Regions from separate parts of the Mus musculus genome. Here all the other regions are linked to region 1. Evidence: chromatin contacts called from public HiChIP or PLAC-seq and promoter capture Hi-C data. All regions are on one chromosome and are shown on one strand. The core of a region is the stretch at or near the end of the contact, and the rest is flanking DNA. Distances in the headings are between cores, read along the strand shown.

The links. Promoter capture Hi-C pulls out the DNA fragments that hold promoters and counts their contacts. HiChIP or PLAC-seq counts read pairs in DNA pulled down with a chosen protein or histone mark.
Region 2: a contact with region 1 is called in a promoter capture Hi-C map of the C10 cell line, with 2.4 times the contacts expected there. The contact joins the enhancer-like site here to the promoter of Zfp84 in region 1. A contact is called at or near these places in 5 of 39 promoter capture datasets (the 3T3-L1 cell line, the C10 cell line, cranial neural crest and 1 more) and 3 of 115 datasets of contacts at active chromatin or transcription factors (the 230-238 cell line, bone marrow-derived macrophages and embryonic stem cells).
Region 3: an H3K4me3 HiChIP or PLAC-seq map of the 230-238 cell line shows a contact between it and region 1, with 19 read pairs. The contact joins the enhancer-like site here to the promoter of Zfp84 in region 1. A contact is called at or near these places in 7 of 39 promoter capture datasets (the 3T3-L1 cell line, 3T3-L1-derived adipocytes, the C10 cell line and 4 more), 2 of 484 Hi-C or Micro-C datasets (the HL-1 cell line and embryonic stem cells), 3 of 115 datasets of contacts at active chromatin or transcription factors (the 230-238 cell line, bone marrow-derived macrophages and extraembryonic endoderm stem cells) and 3 of 9 other capture datasets (adipose tissue, liver and pancreatic islet).

Annotation. Positions count from the first base shown.
Region 1 is chr7:29,766,117-29,770,279 of GRCm38.p6, forward strand. Zfp84 (zinc finger protein 84) reads left to right here and starts at 2,436. Exons shown (of 5, transcript NM_023750.2): 1 at 2,436-2,579. Gm38983 (a long non-coding RNA gene) reads right to left here and starts at 2,137. Exons shown (of 2, transcript XR_881933.3): 1 at 938-2,137; 2 at 1-272.
Region 2 is chr7:30,003,667-30,007,829 of GRCm38.p6, forward strand. The region is part of intron 6 of Zfp568 (zinc finger protein 568); the gene reads left to right. Among named protein-coding and RNA genes, the nearest start is that of Zfp568, 22 kb to the left of the region's middle. Within about 2 kb of position 2,070, at least 6 of the 459 cell types and tissues checked have an H3K27ac peak or open chromatin away from gene starts, as enhancers often do.
Region 3 is chr7:29,937,308-29,941,470 of GRCm38.p6, forward strand. It overlaps Zfp74 (zinc finger protein 74), which reads right to left. Exons shown (of 6, transcript NM_178384.4): 4 at 635-761; 5 at 293-388. Among named protein-coding and RNA genes, the nearest start is that of C230062I16Rik, 13 kb to the right of the region's middle. Within about 2 kb of position 1,769, at least 18 of the 459 cell types and tissues checked have an H3K27ac peak or open chromatin away from gene starts, as enhancers often do. A contact at or near this core is called in the 230-238 cell line, where this site is marked.

The DNA of each region.
Region 1 (4,163 bases), core at 1,186-3,685:
GGGCCTGTCTGGTGATGGTATAAATAAACACGGTAAATAAACATGGTCAACTTCCTGCGTCCTGCCTCCCTGAGTGGCTGAGCCCTGTGGTGGAGCAGATGCGGGGCCCCAATATCCCTACAGGGCTGAGGCTCCTGGTCCTCAGCTCAGGTGGGGACACCCTCCCCTGGGAGCTGCAACTCTTCTGCTGAGGAGGCTTCCTCTCAGAGCTATGAGGTTCCTCAGCTCCCATGTCTCAGGATGCCCTTCCACTGCCCTTCCTTTTACAGGAGCTGAAAAAGAAATAAAAATAATAAAGCAGTTACATTTTGGGGTGGGTGTCACTGAGTCGGGGTTAATCAGAACTTATCTTCCAGGGACTGGAGTCAGAGACAATTGGTTGGTGGGTACCAAGATGGTTGCACAGTATAAACGAGCTTCTTTAGTCATAACAACTGGATGCTGTCTGTTCAGGTTTACAGAGCAGGGACTCTGAGACTTGTACGAACGAGACTGGTCCACCAGCATCCCATGCCTCCCACTGTTAACAATGCTGTGTCTTCTTGCTGAAAAACTTAATCTAGGGATTAGCTTATGTCTTCCCTCTCACAGACCTTTCAGTGTCAGCCCCAAGAAGTCAACGTGAGGAGAACGAGTGGTGAAAACAGTAAGGAACTTAGGTGGGTCACTGACACATAGAACTACAGCAGCCCAAGCAAAGACTTGTCCCTCACGGCCTGTAATGTCACCCACTGGTCACAGCTTCTCACTGTGCTTCCAATTCAGAAGAAACATCCCAGCCCTTCCCATCTTACCCACCACCCGTTGTCTCTGCCTCTTTCCTCTGTCTTTCTCTTCCAACCCCTTCTCCTCCTTTCACACATGCACGCGCTCCCGCACATTCCTTCACACAGACACACAAAGTGCTCCTGTGCTCTTCACTAACCCACAGGCCTACATTCCAGTAACAACTGGCGGCTTCTCCATGTCCAAATCAGGAACTCCAAATTTGAAACATTTGTTTAGAGCCCTCCTCCTGTCACCGCCCTTGGATTTAGGTTGAATTCATTTTGCCGAGCACTGAGAACCCTGCGGGGTGTTTGGGGACTGGGGCTGAACTGTAAATTGCTTGCACCCGTTGTTTTCTGGGAAATGTAGTTCAAACCGAGGAGTCCAAGCCGCAGTGCCTTGTGGGAAAAACAAGCCAGGGCACCAAATCCTCCTTCGTGTAACCCCTGCCACAACATCTGCTCTAAGCCGATTCACGGAGAATTCCTCTGGGAATTCTGTCTAGAAAGGGTCCCAGGAGGTCCCGGAAAGACCAGGAACCTAGAAATCCAAAAAGCGGAATCTGGGTTTCAGGCTGCCGGTAAACCTAGATCTTGTGAGCGAGATATTCTCTTCTCTCTCTCTCTCTCTCTCTCTCTCTCTCTCTCTCTCTCTCTCTCTCTCTCTCTCTCTCTCTCTCTCTCTCTCTTCCCCCCGGAGACAGTCTTCCTAATAAAACTCTGCTTCCACAACAACAAAATCAACCAACAATAACAAAATCCACCAAGACTTGAGGCACAGTGATGCATACTTTTAATCATAGCAAACAGAAGGCAGAGACATGGGCCAGAGTTTGAAGCCAGTATGATCGACATTGAATTCTCATTATATGAGTGAGAATATATATATATATATATATATATATACATATACATACATACATATGGAATTCCATAAAATTTGATCCAACATAAATGTTCATGATTGGCCCAACATAAGTGCTTGGAACAGAACAGACGATGCTCTTAAGAACTGAACCATCTCTCTGTTTATTTTCCTTTATGGACACAGGTCGTTAGGTAACCATGGCTTCAAACTTGTTATGTAACCGAGGCGGGCATTAAAACTCTTGATTCTCCTGCTTCTGCCTCCTGAGTGCTGGGATTACAAACATGCAATGCTCAACCCAGGCTAATGCAGCACATTTAAATTTGTGGCTATCGAGTGGTAAGTAGACTAAATATTCCAGTAAAGATAGGGCGATCTTTGCCCTATCCAGTCGTTCCCAGTCCTAACAGCCTTGTCTCATTCCTTCAGGGAGCTTGGAACACCACACTGGAGAAGCTCTTAAGAGCCCTCATATATCCGACTGTCAATAGCAGGATGAGTTCTTTACCGAGAACGCGGTCTGTGATGTCTTCTGGGAAATGTAGTCCTGAGCTGGATCACTTGCTCGGGTTCTTGCCTCGCTTCTGTAGCTGGAGTAAAGATCCACCCCCACCACAGAGCCGAAACTGCTTAAGTTTCAGAGACTTCAAGCCTTGGATCCTTGGGAAATTCCCCCTTTAGAAAACTAATCGTCCGTTCTCTAGTTTCAACAGATCTCTACTTCCTCTCTCGCACACTGAAACTCTCCTGCAGACTCTAGAAGTAGCACCGCCTTCTGGGAAATGTAGTCCACTATAAATGCTCAGCCACATGGCGGAAGTGGCTGGAAAGAGGTTGTTCCGGATCATCTCAGTGCCCTACCCGACCTAACCCGGTACTGTCCTGGTCGGTATTCGCTGGTCGTCCGAGTTCGAAGCCGTGAGATCGCAGTTTATACTTTTGAAGTGAGTCTGCCCTTGGTTTTAAGTGCTTTGTGTAAATACAGTCCTTAAGGCCTGTATTTGTTGGTCGCTGGCTGCAGGCCGGCTCTAGGGGACCCACCCGGTTTCCGGGATGGCGCTAGAGGCTTAAAGAGGGACTAAGGCGGCGGGAGTGTGACTGCATGGGCGAAAAGGTTTTTGGAGGATGTGGATTGTACAGGAGGGTGAGAGAGAGAGAGTGCGCGAAGTCAGCAGAACGTGGGTAGTAGGTGGTTACCAGATCCTCTAGTCTTGCAACGCAAAGTCGGGGGCGGGAGGTGCGGGACACCATTTATGTCAAGTTTATTTGAAAATTTGGGGGGAGGGGGGAGAAAGCTAAATAGTAGAGACGGTAAGGATTTCTGTGTTCAAGATAGATCAGTTTACCAATCAGCATGACTTTTAACTGTAGTTAGGAGTTAGATATGGTGACCCACATCTATAATTTCAGCACTCGAGCTGCGGAAGCTGGAAGTCAGTGACTTTGAGGACAGCCGTGGGAACATAGTGAGTTCCAGGCTACCGGGACCCACATAGTGAAATCCTGTCTCAGAAACGGATGAGTGTATAGAAATTGTATTTGAAAAAACGTAATTACTGTGGGTTCCTACTTTTGTGTCACACCCTCCGAGTAGCCATTTAGCCTTGTTTAGGGAACTCTTAGAAAATCTTAGCCTCTGTTGACTACCACTAGAGAAGTCAGAATTTGAAGTTCATGATTCTGGGTGATCCACTTCAGGTTCTAAAAAGACAACTTCCTCAGCTCTAGGCTTTTCTGTCAAGAAGCAGACATAGTGAGCACACGGAGTCTCCGTTGTACCCCATCTTCACCCTGTCCAGTTTATAGTTACAAAACTAGTCCTCGGTGTGGTGGGTTTAGAAGGTGGGGGCTTTTTGAAGGTAATTAAATGGGAGTAGTGCCCTGGCTCCCTGGAGCTACCTGCCTTCTCTAGGTGAGAGTGCAGTCCAGAGACTCCATCTGGGGACCGGGGAAATCGGTTTTCACTAGACACCTAATTTGTCAGTGCCACCACAACAGAGAAATAAGTTTGTTATTTATAAGCTAGTCTCTGGTATTTTGTTATAGCAGCTTAAGTGGGCTAATGGACTTTAATACTGCACCTGGCCAGTTCCTGCAGAAATTATTTGAAGTTCCTGAAATGTACTTTGTTTTTTTGTTTACGGTTTCCAGAGAGATCAAGTTCCTTTTTTTTTTTTTGGCTTGGTATGGAGGAATCCACAGAAACGCCTTTCTTCATGACATGAGGAACTCTTCCTACTGTCCTAGTAAAAGGGAGTGTGGGGTGAGATAGAATTGGTTAGTCCTGGGGTGAGGTGCATGTGGAGGTTTTGAAGATGATTGAACCTGTTCATGGTAACACCGAAGAGTGAGTAGCCTAGAGGCACGGCTTTGAACTTTGGACAGAATTTCATTTTATTCATCTGTCTAGTGTCTAGATAGATGGCTCGGTGGTTAAGAGCCGTGGCTACTCTTCAGAGAGTCTGGGTTCAGTCCCTAGTACCCACACTCATAGCTGTCCATAGCTCCAGTTCCAGCAGATACAGTCC
Region 2 (4,163 bases), core at 820-3,319, 240 kb after region 1:
CTAGGAAAACTCACACTGGAGAGAATGCTTATGAATGTACTGAGTGTGGGAAAGCTTTTATTCAGTTGTCAAACCTCATCAGACATCAGCGAAGAACTCATACCGGTGAGAAATCCTATGCATGTACAGTATGTGGGAAAGCCTTTAGCCAGAAATCAAATCTTACTGAGCCCGAGAAAATTCATACTGGAGAGAAACCTTATCCAACATCATCTCCCTCTAGCTGCTGTCCCTCACTAAAGAAACAGACATACCAAAACTTGGTTAAAAATCTTAGTGGTGGGCTGGGCATGGTGGCACAAGCCTTTAGGCAGATATCTGAGAGTTCAAGGCCAGCCTAGTCAACAGAGCAAGTTCCAGGGAAGTCAGGTCTATTACACAGAGAAACCTGACTCAAAAAAACAAAACAAAACAAAAAAAAACCAAAAACATTTTGGTGGTGAAAGACAAGCCAAGGTCTCTTTGATACAACCTCTCATCAGACTAAACTCCAGTCTGTACTTAACAATGGGATATTATTTAACAATAAGAGATGAAATCCTGGTACATGTTACAACATGGAAGGTCTTTGAAAACATGCTAAATGAAGAAAGCCAAACACAGAAAGCTAAGTTTATATACTTTCACTTATTGAAATAAGTTCCTAGAATATGAGAATTTGGGAGTTAGATTAGAGCTTATCAGGGCCTGGGATGGGAGAAGTGGAGTGATGTTTAATAGGGGAAAGCAAATGTATTCAAAATGGTGAGAACTGTGTGGACGTAGTGGGGAAGGCTGTATGATATTGAAGATACACTGCATGCTACTACATTCAGTATATGGCCAATGGTATCATACATGGGAAACGAGTGAAATGATAAATCTTCACATTCAAGTTTAAAAGTCCTCTCATAGTTCCAGACTCTATATTGTCTTCTGAGTCATTTTCTCGGATTTGTTTTCTTCTTGTTTAGTCTTCCTGTATCTTTGATGTCTAGTACTTTTGACTGTGTTATGGACATGGTGACTACTACATTGTCAGGATGCTAGACACGTGTGTGTGTGTGTGTGTGTGTGTGTGTGTGTGTGTGTGTATAAATTTTTTTTTTTTTTGGTTTGGTTTGGTTTGGTTTATGTCTTTTTTGAGACAGGGTTTCTCTGTATAGCCCTGGCTGTCCTGGAACTCACTCTATAGACCAGGCTGGCCTAGAACTCACAAATCTGCCTGGGATTAAAGGTGTGCTCTACCACTGCCCATCTTAAAAATATTTTTAATTGAAGTAGAATTACATCACTTTCTGCCTTCCCTTTCCTCCCTCCAGTCCCTCCCATGCCCACTCTCAAATTGATAGCTCTGTTAAATACACATGCACCACACACACACACACACACACACACACACACACACACACAAATATTTAAATATAACTTGCTGGGTCTTATTCTTTGTGTGTAAATGGTTTTAGGCTGACCACTTGCCTTGGGCATCCAACAAGAGGGCTCATCCCTGAGAGAGGCTAACCTTCCTTCTCCCAGCAGTTGTTACCTGCCATTGTGTAGGGATGGGACTTCCCTCTTCCACTTAAGTGTGTCCTTTGACACTGCCACTGATCCTGTGCTGTTGATGCATCCTGTTAGGAGATGCCATTTCACAGCTGACTTTCTGGTTTTTAGCTCTTAGAACCTTCCCATCCCCTCGTCCTCAGTGTTCTCTGAGTCATAGATTGGGGAGATGTGATGTGTGAATAGATGTATCCATTGGGCTGGGCTCCCTACAACTGGTTGATCTCTGCATTATATCCACTTGTGATTTTCTAGAACAGTCTGCATTTGCTGCAAAGACGGGCTTCTCTGACCCAATTATCTGTGGGTCTCAGGTTAGGATTTAGAATGTAATGTAGTAAGGAATTATGTTGATCTAGCAAAGTGGTGGTAGTAATTGTTTTCTAGGGTCCATGACCTCACTAACCCTGGAAAATTGGCTATGTTTCCAGTAGCAATTGGGATTTTTCTCCTGTTGAGAGGCCTTAAATCTGGCTAGATGGCTCTGTTGGTCACCATGTGAGTGCCACTTATTACAGCCTTACAGAATGTTTGCCACATTGTTTGCTCATTGTCGCAGTTTGTAGTGTTGCAGTAGGCAGGACTGTTCAGTTGCTGCCTTCTACTGGCAGCTTGCATGGTATTTTCTAATATGATATGATAGAGACCGAGGGAAGGAAGGAAGCTTTCAGACCTGATCCAGCTTGAGTTATTTGAGACCTGCTTCTTAAGTGTGTGGTGTCTTTAGCACTGGGGACCTAGTAGCCAAGAGGGTAGCCAAGGACTACATCGATAATCCATATTGATTTGAGAGTCACTTGTCCTGACTACCCTGCCACTCATTTGAAAGAAGGCTTCTCATGCCTACTACTAGGGGTTTTGTTAGACTATCGTTCTTACGGGAGCATTGTCAACCCAAGTGGTGTAACTCCCTTTAAGATATATATATACACACACACACACACATACATACATACACACACACACACACACACACACACACGTACATACATACATATACATATGTGTGTGTAATAAGATACACATATATGATGTGTATATACATACATTTACATGTATTGCATATAGTATAATTTTAGGTGAATATAAAATAGTACTATTCCATGAGGCTTTATCAGTGAGTTGGGTGTTATTTGTCCTTCCTCCACCCTATTTATTATAGCCAGGAAACAGAAACAGTCTAAATGTCCTTGAGCAGATGAGTGGATAATGGACATTCATTCCATTTACACAAGTGAATACTGTTCAGCTGTAAACCGTTTAGCTCATGGACGTTTAACAGATGGTATTGAATGAGGTAGCCCAGACCCAGAAGGACAGTCAGCACGCTTTCTCTCTCATCTGTAGTTCCTAGCTCCAAGTCCTCGGATGTGATATGTGATTCAGAGTAACCACAGAAACCAGGAAAGTGTAAAGGGATCACGGTGGACTGGCCAGGAGCTGGACAGGGGAATCACAGGACACAGGTGACATGAAGGGGGAGCCAGAAAGATTCTCGATTTTTGTTAAACTTCTTGGAAGAGTGTTGACTTTTGTCCTCAAAAGCAGGACTTGGCTAAACGTAAAACCCAGTCTTACCTTTCCTGAAGTAGGCAATAGGAGACATGAATTTTTCCGTTTTTTAGTCTTCTAGCTGTTAATTTCCCTGGCCTCCTTGGACCTCTAAGTATGTAAGGCTTGGGCATCACTCAGAGATGTGAGATGGCTCAGCCAGCAAAGCCACTTGTGCCAAGCAGGACAAGCGTCTTATCCCTGGGATCATATGATGGAGGAGAGGGCTGACTCACAAGTTGCTTTATAGACTTGTGTATTGAATCTGTATCTCCTATTTTAATCCTTTTATAATTTTTCTGTAGTTAGCTATTCTTTCCCTTGTTTTTCTGTCCTTTTTTATTATTAGCATTGAAGTCTCTACTAAAACATGCGTGAGCTCGGAGATTTCCTCAGGAAGCTTGAGTTTTAGCTCTATGCCCACAAAGGCATTCTTTGCTTCTTTTGTAGTATTTCTAGTTGTGGCATTGACTCCTGTTTTATTATTTTTTAGAATTTTTATCCTCCACCCCCTTCCCACTAAGCCTTTTGCATGCGACTCTATTTTAAATCCCAGCTGTTCAACTACAATGGTCTTGTCATACCTGAGTCAGTTTCTTGTCTTAACTATGGTGTTTCATTTTTACTGCGCCTTGCAGTCTGTTTTTTATTGAAAAGTGGACATTGCTTGACAAAAGTAAATCTGGGAGGCAGAGCTATAGTGGCATAGTGGTCAGGGGTAGGCGGAAGGAAGGAAACGCTGGGAACCCAGTGTGGCATCTCCGTTCTGAAGTCACTCCCCTCTCCCAGTGAGTCTCCCCTGTTCTAGCACTGATGTGAAGGGAATATCTGATCTCTGTCGTCCAGTGAACTGCTGCTCTCAACTGTGAGCCTCACTAGTGCCTCTGAGTTTTTACCCTGTAGGTGAGCAGGGTGACTGGAGTGAACCCCCTTTTCAGGCCACTTAACCCCACTAGTTTAGGCTCTTGCATAAGGCTCCTGGATTTGTCTTGTGAAGAACAGAACATTGTGGGTGTATTTCAGAAGCTGGTTTTCCCCGCCTCCAGTCAGAGGTACAGTGGAGAATTTCT
Region 3 (4,163 bases), core at 519-3,018, 170 kb after region 1:
GTAATTAAAAAAAATTTTTTTTCTGAGACAGGGTTTCTCTGCATAGCCCTGGCTGTTCTGGAACTCACTTTGTAGGCCAGGCTGGCCTCAAACTCAGAAATCCACCTGCCTCTGCCTCCCAAGTGCAGGGAATTTTTTTTTTTTTTTTAAAGAGAACATCTTAGTTTCACATAACTGTTACTACACGCTGTGGGAATCTACCTTAGGAAACATCTCAGGCCAGTCACTTACTGGTCCTCTCGCTTTACCTGGCTGGGTCCCCCCCACCCCCCACACACACACACACACTAACCTGGACAGGGTCTCCACAGCACTTCTCTCTCCACCACACAAGGCTCTTCCTCTTGCTCCAACTTGAAAATCACTTCAGGTTTGGTGAGTGGCGGGCCTGGGGGGTGGGGGAGGGGATGACATTGGTTTGGGTATACACACGAGTGACAAAAACAACCCTGGATTCTGAGTTGGGCCTGGGAGAGCCAGGTGTACTAACTTCTGAGAATGTTGTACCCTGGAATGCCACCAAAGATTTTCCTTCGAAAGCTGGGGCAGGGACAGCAACATCTCAAGGCACCTCAAGGCAAGGCTCATCAACATTAACAATTGCATCTGTTTTAGAAAAGGTACATTATCTTACCTACTGTGATTAAGTTGTTGTAGTTTTCTAGCATCACATTCCTATATAGGTTCCGCTGAGTAGGATCCAGTTGCTTCCATTCTTCTTGGGTAAAATCAATGGCCACGTCTTTGAACGTCACTAGTCCCTGTAACAATACGCATCACTCAAACTGAAGTTATCCATTCTAGTGGTGTAGGAAAAACATAACAAGCCTTGTTCAGATATAATTCAGAAAGATGACATTACAAAAAGCACTGCCCATTTTCTAAACAAAATGAAGCAAACGTCATATTAGCAATATAGTCAGTTTATACTCAGTTACTAGAAAACAGAGCCAGTGGTATGTATATATAGTAGAATTTTGTTCAGCTATAAAGAAAAATGACACCCAATAAACAAGCATACCTGGGAGACTTCAGCCTTGCCTGTTTCCCCAGCGAGCACAGAGTGCTAGGGAGGTTTTGGCCTCCCCTGTTGTCATGGTGAATTCAGCATGTTGGGAAGCTTCAATCCTGCCCATCACACTGGTAATCACAGTGCCTAAGATGCTACTGTCCCGAACCTTCCTTAAGTGAAGTCAGCACACCTACCCAGACTCTAAATACACGCACACACATACACTCATACATACACAGTCACACATAGACACATACACACACACACACTCACATACATAGACACACATACACACACAGACAGACACACACACACTACACAGACAGACAGACACACACACACACACACACACACACACACAGTCCTACCAGGTGATAATAACCCAGTACCCTTTCACAGTGAAGACTGTAAAGAGACTGCTAACCCAGAAATGCCCACTCTGAAACAATAAAGGGAAGGTAGGTAGGAAATAGATTCAACCAACCATCTAGTTCCAGATATGCAAGTCTCAACACAATACTCAAGTTAACAAGAAAACCCAAGGCAACCTAAATCCCCCAAAGATCATTATTACTCTACAGTAGTGGTATCCAGTGAAAATAAACAGATGAAACCACCTCCAAAATAGCTTAAGAGGATTTGTGTGTTCAAAGAACTCAAAGAATAAAACAGATGCCTGAAAATATCCCAAGAGACCACACACGCAGCTGAATGCAATAAGGACGGAGACACAGGACATGAAAGAGGAACTCAGTGTGACAGAAGTACTGAAGAAGAGCCACAGCGAAACACTAGAAATGGAAAGCGTATCAGACTTCTGTGGACAGTGTCACCAACAGAATTGATCAGAAGGGAGCCATAATAATAGATGCAAACGAAATTCAGAAAGCCACTGCACATTCCTTAACAGCACAGCGTTCAAATGGAAACTCTTGAAAACAGGGATGAATTTTCACATGCAAAATTAAATTAACAATGAAATAATTTTAAAAGATCGAAAAAAGCAGTGATATTGATGTGGTAATGAAATTCCCGTCTCACTATGGACACAAATCACTCTTAGGGGTACTCTGAGTGCCCCACAGTAGATGGACAACAGAAAACCAACTCAACAGCATCTCTGGAGGGCCTGTGTCTCATAATGTTTGTGCCACAGGTTTTTGTTTTTGTTTTTTTTTCTTGAGACAGGGTTTCTCTGTGTAGCCCTGGCCTTGGCCTTCCTAGAACTTAACTTGTAGCCTTGAACTCAGGGATGAACCCACCTCTGCATCTGCTGGGATTAATTTTATTTTTATTTTATTTATATACTTTTCTCTCTTTTTACCCTTCATTTCCTTGGGTATATGTTATGTTTTCCACTTTAGCATTTCTGTGAGGTTCATGAGTGTGTGAGCGAGTATTTCCTCTGAGTCTGTATCAATTTTGTGCCTTTGACAGAGCTCTTTTCCTCCTGTCTGTTTTGTCTACTCTGATGTGTTAGTGTTTGCTTTACCTGATTATGTCATATCACACTTTATTATAATCCTGTAGACTCTTGTTTGCATTCTCATGAGACAGAGAGGGATGGATCAGGACGGGAGGGAGGGAGGCTGCCGTAAAACTCACAGGATCCCCTCCCTCTGCCTCCAGAGTGTTGCTGCATGTGAAGGTATGAGCAAGCCACCATGCCTTGCAAGAATATGAATTTTTATGCATAATTTTTCATCATTTGGGAATTTTCACATCATGTACCCCAACACACTCACTTCTCAGTCCTCCAAGGTCTGTGCCCCCGCATTGTGACCTTCCCCCAAATAAAATTTTAAAAATAGTCCATTTTGTGTTACCCAGATGCTCACTGGAGCACAGTCAAACTCCAAGTGGCCAGCTTCATAAAGAAAACAGAGTCCTTCTCTACCCGTACCCCACCAGAAGCCTGCAGTTGTAGAGAGCTGCACCCCAGAATTCTTATCAAATTTTTAAAAAGCTCCATTGATGATTTTCCTTGTAGGCTGTTCCTTTGGGGGTGTGGGGGGAGGTGGGGTACGCTGTCACAGAATCCTTCTATTCCATGTTCCTATCTCTCAGCTGTATATGTGCCACCATTGCTACCACTGCAAAGTCGCTCCGTTGCCCTTTAGAGTCAGTGCGAGCACAGACCATGGTCTTCCATGTGGTTTCTGGTGACAGCACCCGGCCTCCGGCATCAGCATGGTTTCCAATGGCAGTGCAGACCCCAGACATGGCCCTCGGCCACAGCACAGGCCAGGACACCATCACACCTCCACACCCCTCAGTGTTAGCATAGGCCAAGGACAGCAACACGGGCTCAGGCGACAACACAAGGCACTCACATCACCATGGCCCCTGGCAGTAGCACCATCCATACACATCAACATGAATTCAGACGACAGCACAGGCCACATGCTTCCAAATGGCCTTCAGTGGTAACATGGACCATGGACATCAATAAGGCCTCCCAGCTGCAGTAGGACCACGGACCTTCACATGAACTTCAGTGGCAGCATGAACCACGACATCAATATGGCATCAGGCAGCCACACAAACCCTGGACATTCGAATGGCCTTCAGCGGTAACTCAGGATACAGATACTAACATGGCCCCTGGCTGCTGTAGGACCCAGGACATCCACATGAACCTTGGGCTTCAACACAGCCTGGGGCAGTGGACCAGAGATACCACTGTGGCCTCTAGGGGAAGCAGGGACCATAGAGATCTTCCGAGGAGGCCCAATTCAGAAAACATTTCTCATCTCGAACATCCTGTTGTTCAGAGCCCGGGCGCAGCATGTTTGAGGCTGAGTCTGCGCAAGCTTCAGGCTGCCGCCCAACACCATTAGCCACGTTCCCTGTCCACAGCAGCCATCTCTCACATCTGTCATCAGGGTCTCTACCTCTGCCTCTCTCCACTGCTCAATCACTGCACCACTCCTCCATCTCCCCCTCTCTACTTCATATAAATAACATCGGAAACTGCAGTGCGTCACAGTTTGTTTTTTGCCCAAACAGATTTACATGCGAATACTCATTGTAACGGGTCATCTGTCATCAAAAATATTGGGCCCTTGCCCAGACTTGTCTCTGATAACCAGAGTCAGGGTGATAATGTGGCTAGGCAGGATGCCCCAGGGGCAGTTTCTGTGCACGCTCC